Linked DNA regions of Zea mays: all the other regions are linked to region 1. Evidence: chromatin contacts called from public Hi-C data. All regions are on one chromosome and are shown on one strand. The core of a region is the stretch at or near the end of the contact, and the rest is flanking DNA. Distances in the headings are between cores, read along the strand shown.

Region 1 (3,951 bases), core at 567-3,066:
ATGCAACTGTAACACAATGTCATGTTTTTAATATCTTAAGTTTGACCAGTTATATTTAAAAAAAGTATCAGTGTTTATGATATCAAATAAATACAACTAGATTAATTATAAAACACATTTTCATAATAAAGTAATTTGGAGCTATAAATTAAATACTATTAACTAAAAACTTAATCTTTAACTGGCACACAACCATAGTTGCATTCTTTTTGGAATAGAGGGAGTATTACTTCTGCAATAAATCCATATAGATGTCATTTACTCCTACAGCCATGCCCATCAATTAGCATGACGGGGAACAAAAGCCTATGGTGTTGTTTGCTTACAACATGCAAATGGTGGATGGCAAAATTTGCTAACTTTAGCAAATCTTGCAACCATCAGTTCTTTAGCACAAAGCAATAGTTCTAAGTTTTTTTTGCCAATTAGTCCAACAGTAAAATGAACAATTCGCTTTGAGCACACAATCACGGTACAACAAATTGTGAGGGGATGAACCATAAACTCGTAAGGCTATCTCCAGCATCTTACTCATCCCCATCCACTATTTCAAACTTCACTCTATAAACAGTATAGTCTACGTACAAAACAGTATTTTGCACGGTCATATGCACGATCTGCTGGTCATAGCCTAATGGAACTTGCACCTTTTACCCACAAAACATCAAAGGTGCTAACACCTTTACATCATAATGCGACGTGATGTAACCGAAACCCAGTGGCTAGCTCCAATACCTGCTAATTCATTCTATATGCCTTGCGCCGATGACACACCACACATCATCTTCCCTGCCATGCACATGCCCACTGGCAAGTGACTCATCATGCCCCTACAACCCCCATGGTGCCATATGATTGCACCATGTTGCAGAGTTCACCACCTTCAAGCTATTCCTGCCGACTAACTAGTGACTCCACATGTTCTCATAACTTCCCACAATTAGGATCACAAAACAGTGCGCCCTGCGCTACATCCAAGCTGCAGACAGCAGCATCCGCCGCCACCATGTCCATGCTACCCGCACTGGTTCCACCTCCTCACACGATCGAATGCTTTCTACCACCTCCTCACATGATTCAATGTTTCCTAGTATCCCTATGCCGGTTTACCATAATGAGGGAACTCTCATGATGTGGAATGATTCCTTGGCTGGGATTCTACAGAACCTCCAATCGTCGGGTACTACACCCACCCGGCCATCCGGTCGATCTGCGTCCAAATTTCCACAAGATCACACATATGTCACCTCCACGCGGCTCCGGGGTCAAAAGCAATTTGTCTCCCCGTTGGGGATCCGACTCAGAAATTGCAAGCACTAGTCGTAACGTGATATAACCCGCGGGAGATAAAGAGGGCGTGAGATCTGCATCTGCATGTCGAGATACTCCGAGACCAAAAAAAAACCTACCCCGCGATCCGCTTGATGCGAGTTGCCACTGACACACCAGTGGTCATGTGAGATCCCCCGTCGCTTCCGTGACGCGAATCTACTATACCACATCAAGCCGCGCACGTCGGGACACAGGGAGAGAGAGAGCGGGGGCGTGGCGAATACCGTCGCCGTCCTTGTCGAAGAGGCTGAAGGCCTCCTTGAACTCGGCGATCTGTTCGTCGGTGAGCTGGTCCGCCATGGCAACCCGAGCGGGGATCTGACGGAGGGAGGGAAGCAGGCAGGAAGGCAGAGAGGCAAACCGCGAATGGAGGAAATCTGGAAGGGGGACAGGGGAGAGAGAGAAAGACAGAAGCAGAGGACAGTGCGGTCAGCGGTCAGAGACAGTCGCAGACCGACCAGTCTCTCGTGGTCGTGTACTCGTGTGTCCCACCTTCCACACCGGTTCCATCCGATTTATACAGATAAATCTAACATTTTAACATAAATATATACATAAATATATACAGAAATTATGATTAATTTTAGTCACGTTATTGATAATATTATAAAATACAAAGAATAAAATTTTATTTATAAAAAACATATTTTCGTACCAGTATCTAAATTTTATATCAATTTTTAAAAATATAGAACATATTTAAAGTTTACTTTTGTGAATATTAATAGGTTCAATGCTAAAACAAGAATATAAATTTATATATATCAAATTTTATGTTATTTTTTCACAATTAAAAAAATTAACATCCGAATAATTATCTAAATCCATGCTCGTCATGGGGTTTGGTTCACCCGACTAAAATTTAGTTCCTGTCATATTAATTGTTTAATAATAATTACATATATTAAATACGGTCTAATTATTAAAATAATAATTACATATATGAAGACTAAAATAAGGAATGGATTTATTAAAATTAACTAAGTCTATATTTAATATTTATAATTGATATTCAAATATTTGATGTGACACGAACTAAACTTATCTGGACAACCAAACATCCAAGTTTCAACTAGAGCTAAACGTTGTCCACAATATCTTTATCCTTGATGAGGGTATATGTGTACATTTAAGTCGTCTCGGCATGACACGACTTGTTAAGGCACATCCCATTAAAGCATGACCCAAATTGTTGATGAGGGTATATGTGTACATTTAAGTCTCAGATGTGTCAGACCGATCCAGATAGCACAAAACGTTGTAATGCGTTAGATTGAGTCTATATAAAAAGAATAGTGTTGGGGACTTATTCTCAAATGCTATGAATTAAGAACAAGACAACATAAAATATTAAATATTAAAGCCATTCGTTCTTCGAAGCATTATTCCCCCTTGAATATAATGGACTTCGGACGAAGGTTATGAAAGTCATACCTTCGTAATCATAATAAAAGATAAGAAAAGACATGCATAAAATACGGAAAATAACATGATTACTATGAATATCATTATTAATTTATTTCTATTTATTTTACTTATATAAACAATAACAAATTACAAATGTACCTTCGGCTTGAAGGAAAGTAAGAGTACAAACGAGATGTCAATGCCAAGTCAGCGTGAACAGTACGGGAGTACTGTTCATCTATTTATAGGCACGGGACGCAGCCCATGTAAAATTACATTAATGCCCTTTGCTTTTATCAATAACTCTATAGTAATTCTCTAAGGTCTAATTTGGCTTTTCATCTTTAAGTCGGTTCCCCTTTTTGAGAGCACCTAGAGGGGGGGTGAATAGGTGATCCTGTAAAAACTTAAACTTATAGCCACAAAAACTTGTTAAGTGTTAGCACAATGATTGCCAAGTGGCTAGAAAGGAGTCTCAACAAAACACAATACCACAAAAGATCAATCACAGAGATGACACAGTGGTTTATCCCGTGGTTCGGCCAAGACCAACGCTTGCCTACTCCACGTTGTGGCGTCCCAACGGACGAGGGTTGCAATCAACCCCTCTCAAGCGGTCCAAAGACCTACTTGAATACCACGGTGTTTTGCTTGCTTTTTCTCAATCCCGTTTGCGAGGAATCTCCACAACTTGGAGCCTCTCGCCCTTACAATTGAAGTTCACAAAGAAACACAGAGCAAGGGGGAATGAGCAACGCACACAATACTTCAAAAGATCAGAGCAACAACACGCACACAAGTCGCAACAAGAGCTCGCAACACAACTTAAAGAGTTCACAACTCCACAAGAGCTCTATATGCTATCACAATGAAACGAATGCGCGAGATCGATGTCTTGGTGCTTAGGAATGTTGTAGGAATGCTTGGTTTTCTCCTCCATGCGCCTAGGGGTCCCTTTTATAGTCCCAAGGCAGCTAGGAGCCGTTGAGAGCAGTTCTGGAAGGCTGATCTTGCCTTCTGTCTTCGGGCGCACCGGACAGTCGGGTGCACACCGAACAGTGTCCGGTGCCCGATTCCTTTCCTTAAATGGCGAAGCCGACCGTTGCAGATCTGGGAGCCGTTGGCGCACCGGACAGTCCGGTGCACACCGGACAGTCCGGTGCCCCCATCCGACCGTTGGCTCGGCCACGTGTCGCGCGCAGATTTCGCGGC
Region 2 (3,951 bases), core at 874-3,373, 380 kb after region 1:
GAATCCTACATGCTGCCTTGAAATTGGCCCCATTGTCTGTGACAATCTGGACCACATACTCCTTCCCAATCTTGTTGATTTGCTTCTCCAATAAATCTGCCAGCATTTGAGCATTAGCTACCTCACTTGAAGCATCAACAGACTCAAGAAAGAAGGTCCCTGCTGGACTGTTGGCAAGAAAATTTATTATGTGGCGTTGCCTCATATCAGTCCACCCATCAGACATAAGACTGCACCCATATTCTTTCCAAGCCTCCTCATGTTTCTTTCTCAATTCTGCTGTCCTGTCCACAGCTCTATCAAGCAAAGGAACCCTAGTGTCATGGTATGATGGTGAGCGATATCCAGGGCCATACTGCCCAATTGACTCAAGCATAATCTCCCAACTTCTAGATTTAACAACATTTAATGGAATATTATTCTCATATAGGAAATCAGCAACATGGTCATCAACTATTTGTTTGGCCTCCTTATCTTTTTTGGTGCAGTGCTCAAGTGTAGATTGAGATGTTTTAGATCTATGCCTCTCAGCAACCACTTCTTCTGGTGTCTTGCAAAGCATAGAACTCACTGACTTAGAGTGCTTCTGAGTTTGTGGTTTTGGTGGTGCTGAAACAACAAATGCACTAATGGCTGACTGATTTATCTTCTTCTTCGCTTGCTTAACCTTAGTCCCAGAACTTGGTTCAGCTGCAACTTGTTCTTTTTTTACCTTCACTTTCATCTTCTCCACCATCTTCATCCACATTCACAACCAAAGACCTTGCATTCTTCCTTAGGTAAGCAAGCATCTCTTTTGAAACCAATTCAGGCACACTACCACACTTCATTGTATCACCAAAACCTCCAGCGAGATGTTGCTTGAACCTTTTTATCCCAGAAGGGATGATCTTCCTACAGAAAATGCACTGCACAAAGTCCTTCTTTGTAGAATCTGGCCACCAACCATATTTCCATCCTGGGTCTTGTGATTTGGCTTTCCTCTTCACGTCAACAGCTTGGGATGCAAGCTCTGGTGGAAGTGCTGCTATAGCCTTTTCAACAAAAGCAGCAGAGTCTAAAGTAGCAGAAGCTGCTGAACCAGGAGCACCACCTGATGCGGCTGATGATTCTACATTATTCATAATAACTTCCACTTGTGCACGGCCAGCAACAAATTCTGTATAGGGCAGCAGGCCAGCAACACAGCATTGGTTGAATTGGGGGAGCAGGAGGGACAACAGCAAGTCAGCAACCATCCACTACATGCAGTACAAAGAAGGAAGAAAAGTGGAGGGAGCAGGAGAAACCTTCAGATGATGTGCTCATCTCGCCACTGGTTTGTAGCCACAGCCGCTGCAGGACTCCAGGAGGGGCAGGGACGCAGGCTGCTGTGCCGCTGCCCGCCGGCTGTGCCGCCGCCCGCCGGTGTCTAGGAGGAGGGGCAGGGACGCAGGGGCAGTGGCGCAGTGCAAGAGAAGGGAGAGGCAGGGGGCGCAAGAGAGGAGACGTTGGCCAGGCCAGGGAGCCAGTGTTTGGCGGCTAGGGTAGAATAGGAGAGGAAAGGAGACTTGTAGTCACTATAGATGGGCTAAAAAAGACCCAATAACTGAACCCTAGCCAGGACGACCAGATCACACAAATCGGACGACTAGTCGATCTAGTCGACGATTAGTCGGACGACCAGAACGACTAGGCTGTCTAGTCGAGTCGTCCGCCAAATCGTGCACAAAATACCGACTAGCCCGACTAATCACGATTAGTCGGACGACTTGAAATCACTGGTTCTATGACATGCGACTTCTTTGGCGTTTCTCAACAGTTTGAACCGGCCATCTCCCACCGGTACGAGTGGTGAGCCGAGTTCAGACAACACTGGCGGCACGAGCGCCGAGGGAGGAACACAGGGAAGGCTTGCTCCACAAGACAAGTCCAGTGCGGCGTCCCCACCTGGCAGCGAGCCAGCAGCGGCACTTGGAACCGGATGCGTCCGAATCGCATCCAACGAGCCGCAGGCCAACGACCACGACCTCACTCACACATCCTGCCGTCCAATCCATCCAGCTACTCGGCGACTTGGTCAGGACTCAGGACGCCCGCGCTAAGCAAACGAAACGACCCAGCCCCGCGTAGCCAGCGCGTATAGTTAAAGACGCGGGCGCACGCAGCCCCCACGCAGACAAGCAGTGCACCCACAGCTTCCTGGCTGCTTCGTCCATCTCGCCCAATCGCCCTCCCCTACTACTCGCTCCCCACCACCCTACCTCTGACGCTTCCCCCACCCAGTGCCGCCACTCCCAGCCTTGACTCGTCCGCTGGGCCGAACACCGCCCTCGAGCTCTTCGCTGTGCCCCCTCCAGGCTCCTCTTCCCCGCACGGCGGCGCCGTCCTGGTGGTTACGCGGGGCGCCGGTCGGGCGCGATCGGCCGTGCGGGCACCTGGGCTCCGGAGAGGTGAGCCGATCCCGTCGTCGGCCTCGACGTGCCGTTTCTGTTCGTCTGGTGCTGGTGCCCTGGTCGGTGTGCGGTGTTTTTGTTGGGCGTTTATCTGTTCTACGCGTCCCTGGCGCTCGGGGTGCGACTGCGCGGCGTGTGCGGTGGTGCGGCCACGATGGTGGTGGATTCGCTTAGGGTGGGTGTGATATCTGCTGATCGCGCACTCGCTTAGTTAGGATTCGTTGCGTTTCTTTGGTCGGTTAAGGTTTCGGGTGCCGATCCTAGGTCGATGCTTTTTTTTTCGTCAACGGGGAATTTCCTATGACGTCCTGAAGAAGGGGTTTGGCTCTGATTGACGCCGTGGTCACTAGGCTGGGTGTTATTATTCTTCTTCTTCTGTGCGAAATCACGGGTCCTGAGATGTCACATGAAACGGGGATTCTGGCGTATCTCGATCGTGTCCAATGTCTTCTTTTCTTGCCTTCGATTGCATTCTGGCAGTGGGAAGGAGCAGGAGGGTTCTGCTTTTGTGGGCGGATTTTGAGCTCCTCGACCGAATTTGCAGAAGGTTCTGCTTATCTGGGTTCTTTTGTCTATCTTTAGAATTTTCTTGTTGTCTATCTTCAGTATTTTGTTTTTGTTACACTATATGCTGAAAAATGCCTCCATGTTTGAAAATGATGCAGTTTGTCCTTTTGTGTTTCGTGGGACTGGAATTGTGGAACTACCTTTGTTTTTTTTAGTATATGCTTTGATGGATTTTGTTCCACTAGCAAAATTTTACTTTGCCATATAGCTCCAAGAACTCAAATCCTTTTTGTTGTTGTTGTTGTAACGCTTTAGAAATTTCTGCTTTGTTTTGAGAGTAAAGCCCTCAAAGAATTTCTTCTACTGGAAGAGTTAATGAGCTCAAAATATATTCTGCCTTTGCTGGCATGGTTGTTTATCATAGATCATTTGACTGATCAATATATCTTCTGCATTTCTAGGCATGATTGTTTACATCTATCGTTTGAGAATCCATACTTTTGAATTGTTCTGGTTCTGATCATGCTTGTGCTTTTGTTTGTGTTTTGTGGTTAATGCAGACATTGTAAAATGGAAGTACTGCGTGATATGCACCTGCCACCAGGATTTGGATTCCATCCTTCTGATATAGAACTTGTTTCTCACTATCTCAAGAGGAAAATACTTGGTCAGAAAATTGAATATGATCTTATACCAGAGGTGGATATATACAAGCATGAACCATGGGATTTACCTGGTAGGTTGATCATACTTTCATAGTTTTTAGTTGGGTTCATGGATAACTTCCCCCAAAAAAGTACCTCAGTTATTATCTATAGGGCCTAGATGTGATAACAATTTGAATCCTATGAAGTTCTTGAGAATCATAGGCAGATAGACGGAAAATATTTATCAATTAAGTCTATAATTGATGCAGATTTTTTTGTTTTACATTAAAGTGATCCCTGTCAATCTGTATCCTCGTTATCTAGTATATATTCTTTAGCTCTGTGGATGAAGTTTTCTGCTA
Region 3 (3,951 bases), core at 689-3,188, 260 kb after region 1:
AGCTTCGGAAGATCACAACTTCATTCTCTTCGGGAGTAGACACAGTCCTCTCTCCGTCATCAGCCCTTACAATAGACATGTCCCGAAAATATCTTCCCCTCATATTGTCAAGATGACTCTGTTTAATAGTTGATTTTCCAAAAACTGTATGACTTGGTCGCCAAGGTCGATCTTCGGAGTCTTCTCCACCACTTTCCACATCAAAACTGTCGCTATCACCAGTATCTTCAGACAAGCCTTCCAAAATCTCCCTGGTAATCTTCTCTGTATTTGTCTTTGCCATTAATTTAAGAAAACCAAGATTCTTCTCTTCAGAAAGGCTCAGTTTCGCTTCAGCAACAACTTTTTTATCTTGAGACATCTTCGGAGGTGATGAAAAACTGCTCTCGAATATGAAGCTTAAAAACTCAAAGCCAAGAAAGTGTTGGTGCGCAAGGGCTAAAAATTAGGCAAGCAAAAACAGATGGCAAGGGAGTGTGTCAAATGAATCCGCGATGTGCTCTTATTTATATGCCGAGTACGTCGAAAACTGAAGGGTCCCGCTTGTCAGTGGCTGTGGCTATTCTAGCAAAGGGAAGGTGTTTTTTCGGACCTTCGGCTCGGAGCCTTCGTCCATATCACAATCTGAATTTATCATTCTAACAAATTAATATTGCGAGGGGCTACTGTTGGGGGCCTTCGGCTTCCGAAGGTCCTCAAAAACATGATTTAACAATATTTCTGGAGTACAATGTGTGAACAGATATCTTCGGACCTGAGTTAAAACCACAACGTGAAGAAGCACAGAAGGGGTACGAAGGATGGCGCGGAGCCAAAGCTGTGTGTAGAAGAGCTTCGACACGATAGCGGAAAGGGAAACTGACTTAAAGATGAAAAGACTATTTAGACCTCGATGAATTATTATAGAGTTATTAGCAGATGTAAAGGGCATAGGTGTAATTTTACATGAGTTGTGTCCTGTGCCTATAAATAGATGAACAGTAACCCTGTACTGTTCACGCTGACTTGCATTTACTTTTGCGTCACGTTTGTACTTTTACCTTCTTTCAAGTCAAAGGTATATTTGTAACTCGATATATTTCTATTTTTCATAGCAATAAAATAGAAATGAGCTGATGATAATACATAATTGTTTATGTTATCTTTTATATTTTATGTAATTCCTTCTTCATTATGATATGTAATGTTTACGAAGGTATGTCCTTCATAACCTTCGTCCGAAAATCATTACATTCCAAGTGGAATAATGCTTCGAAGGACGAAGGACTTTAACGTTTAACATTTTTTGTGTTGCCTTGTTCTTAACTCTTAGCATTTGAGCACAAGTCCCCAACAAATAAATTTATCAAACTTCCAACTCCCTCTAAGACAGAAAAAACGTACCGATTGAATTGAAGGTGCTACTTGAGCCACACAATACTAAGAAAGTAGACAGAATAATGTAGCTGTGATGTGTGACATGAACTAGAGGTTAGAACAGCGAACTCCGATTTCATACGAGTTTTATTACAAAAGAATTCAGTTATGAAATGGAATTTCGAGTGTATCTCTGAAAAAAGTGTTCGCTGGAACTACTTTTGATTGTTTTGCCGATCACAACAAACTTATTTGAAGTGCAGCCTTTCATAAGCTGTATCTTGCTTATTTATATAAGCCAAAAAGTGTGGTACCGAATAATGCTATATATGAAGAAATATTTTGATTTTACTAAAATTATAGTATCGTGTCACAATATATTGTATACCATGTCATTGAAATATTGTGATACGAGAAAATTTCGTTTCCAAATAGGGTCTAAACTTTAGCAAGTGGAAAAAATGGACCTTATCCGTGGTTAGATGATTAGATTGTAAATTGCTGACGGAAGTGGGATCCCATGACAGCGATTAGCGTGTTGGTGACCATAATAGTCCGTGCCAGCACGATCGTTCTTTTCTGCCTTTTGCTGGCCTCTCCAGATATTCAAACCCAACCGCATGGGATCAGATCAATTCTCCCCACCCCGACGGCCCCACCCACCGCTTCTCTCTCTGTTCCTACAATGACCCACCGGTCAGCCCAGCCGGAGAACGCCGCCCGCTCCCCCGGCGTGCCGCCGCTGTAATTCTTCCTCCTCCACCCAGAGCTGCACGTCCGCGCCTTGCCACCGATGGATCCCGCGCCCGATCAGCTCTCTATCTCCGCCTCTGCCCCGTTCCCCACCATCCCGGCTGCCTCAAGCCCCAGGCCCCGCGCCGCGAGGACGCGGCGCCATGCCGCGCCCTTCCGGTCGGACCACCCCACCGCCGGGAGCTGGCGCTCCGGGATCGATCTCCCGCGCCGTCCTTCGGCCTCCGCCTTTTCCCAGCAGGAGCGTTATCCTTCCGTGGCCTCCTGGAGCGCCTCTCGCGACGCCAACTTTGTGTTCGGGAGCGGCGTGGCCGGTGCGCCGGAGATGAGGAGGAGCTTCTCGTCTGGATCCGGTGAGGCATCGTTGGCTGAACTTTCGTACGCAGTTCACAGGTTCGCGTTGGACGGTTCTGGCAGGCCAAGCGACATTGACGCTCCCGGAGGAGAAGGTACGCTTCCAGTGACAGACTCCGGTGGTCGCTTTGGGGCCCGTGGATGCAGTTCCACTTTGTATGAGGGCTTCTCTCTGGATTCTATTCACCATCAGACTGAGCACCTCGATGAAGAACGTGGAGTCCCGTCTCAAACCATACAATGCGAGAGTGTGGGGATGCGATCATTAGCTTCACCAACCCGCACTGATGAGAATGCTCCCATTGAATTTGCAAAGAGAGGGGACAGCTTGCCCATTCAAGATTCTGTGGATCAAAGTAGAAATTCTGGACATGATGCTAATGCCCACCATGATTTCTTTGTTTTTGGTGGACATGCTGGGTCCAATAGCTTCGCTACCAATGCAACTCAAACTAATACCAGTAAGGTACATTCAGCTGATAAAGAAACTGTAACATGTAACTCTGAACAGCTAAATACTTCAGTTTCTAAAGATGGAAATTGCATCAAGTTCATTTTGCAGGATGCAAAGCATGTGTTTGGTTCAAGTGACAATGATCTTCCAGGTTCGGAACCTTGTGAAATTTCTACCACGGTGGAAACACCGGATACTATAACCTCTAGCTTTGGATCTGAAGATGGGATCGTGACGGTTTCTTCCATAAAGGTGCCTTGCAATATTGAAGTAGTACCAGCCTCAGAACTTGTTGAATGTCAGCCATTTGATGAGAAATCTTTCACCTTTGACGACCAAAATGTACCATATAGGAACAAAGGAGGGGTTAAGGGTATGGGCATGAACAGAGGAGCTTTTATGCCAAATAAGTCCTCAGCAAACCAAGCTTCTTTTGAATCAGTCTCAAGAAGCGGGCATTGTTCTAAAAAAGTGTCTCCTGAAGAAAAGTTAAATTTGAAAGAAGCCAGTAGCTCTTTGCAAACAACAGAAAGTGGGCATGCTGAAGCAGAGTTTACGTCTGCAGCAAATACGGAACATTCTGGTCAATCCGATTTCATATTTTCTGCATCAACTTTCCATCAAAGCATGTTGCACCCGCAAAGACGACATAACAAGAAAAAAAGTGGAGGAATGGGTAATCATGCTAGCTCTATTCAAAGTCTCCCTTCATCCGCCATTGGACTCGCATGCTCAGAAGTCTCAGGAAGTCAGCAATGTGTGGATTTAGCTGCCAAGTGGACTGAATACAACAAAATAGAACCTAACAGGGTTGCAATCAGCAGAGGAGCCAGATGCTCAACATCAGAAAACTTTGGAGACCATGACAATTGTGAAACATGGCGATTAAGGTACCTGCATGACCTACTCTTGTGTCACCCTTCAACTTATTTAGCTAGGATGCACTTCTGCAAGGGTTGAACCACTCAAATTATTCAAGTAGTGGCAGAACACCTTGTGAAGCCATTTAGAAGTTCGGTTATATAGACTTCTTA

The links. Hi-C and Micro-C count contacts between places; a contact is called where the count stands out from the background.
Region 2: a contact with region 1 is called in a Hi-C map of leaf, with 10 times the contacts expected there. The contact joins the promoter of LOC103649967 here to the promoter of LOC542533 in region 1. A contact is called at or near these places in 3 of 25 Hi-C or Micro-C datasets (ear, leaf and tassel).
Region 3: a contact with region 1 is called in a Hi-C map of tassel, with 7 times the contacts expected there. The contact joins the promoter of LOC103649968 here to the promoter of LOC542533 in region 1. A contact is called at or near these places in 4 of 25 Hi-C or Micro-C datasets (ear, leaf and tassel).

Annotation. Positions count from the first base shown.
Region 1 is chr3:38,647,092-38,651,042 of Zm-B73-REFERENCE-NAM-5.0, reverse strand. LOC542533 (calmodulin 2) reads right to left here and starts at 1,816. Exons shown (of 2, transcript NM_001112077.2): 1 at 1,557-1,816. The coding sequence starts at 1,632.
Region 2 is chr3:38,271,444-38,275,394 of Zm-B73-REFERENCE-NAM-5.0, reverse strand. LOC103649967 (NAC domain-containing protein 74) reads left to right here and starts at 2,123. Exons shown (of 5, transcript XM_035966187.1): 1 at 2,123-2,610; 2 at 3,503-3,678. The coding sequence starts at 3,513.
Region 3 is chr3:38,390,706-38,394,656 of Zm-B73-REFERENCE-NAM-5.0, reverse strand. It overlaps LOC103649968, which reads left to right and starts at 1,938. Exons shown (of 12, transcript XM_008675662.3): 1 at 1,938-2,929; 2 at 3,026-3,807. The coding sequence starts at 2,150.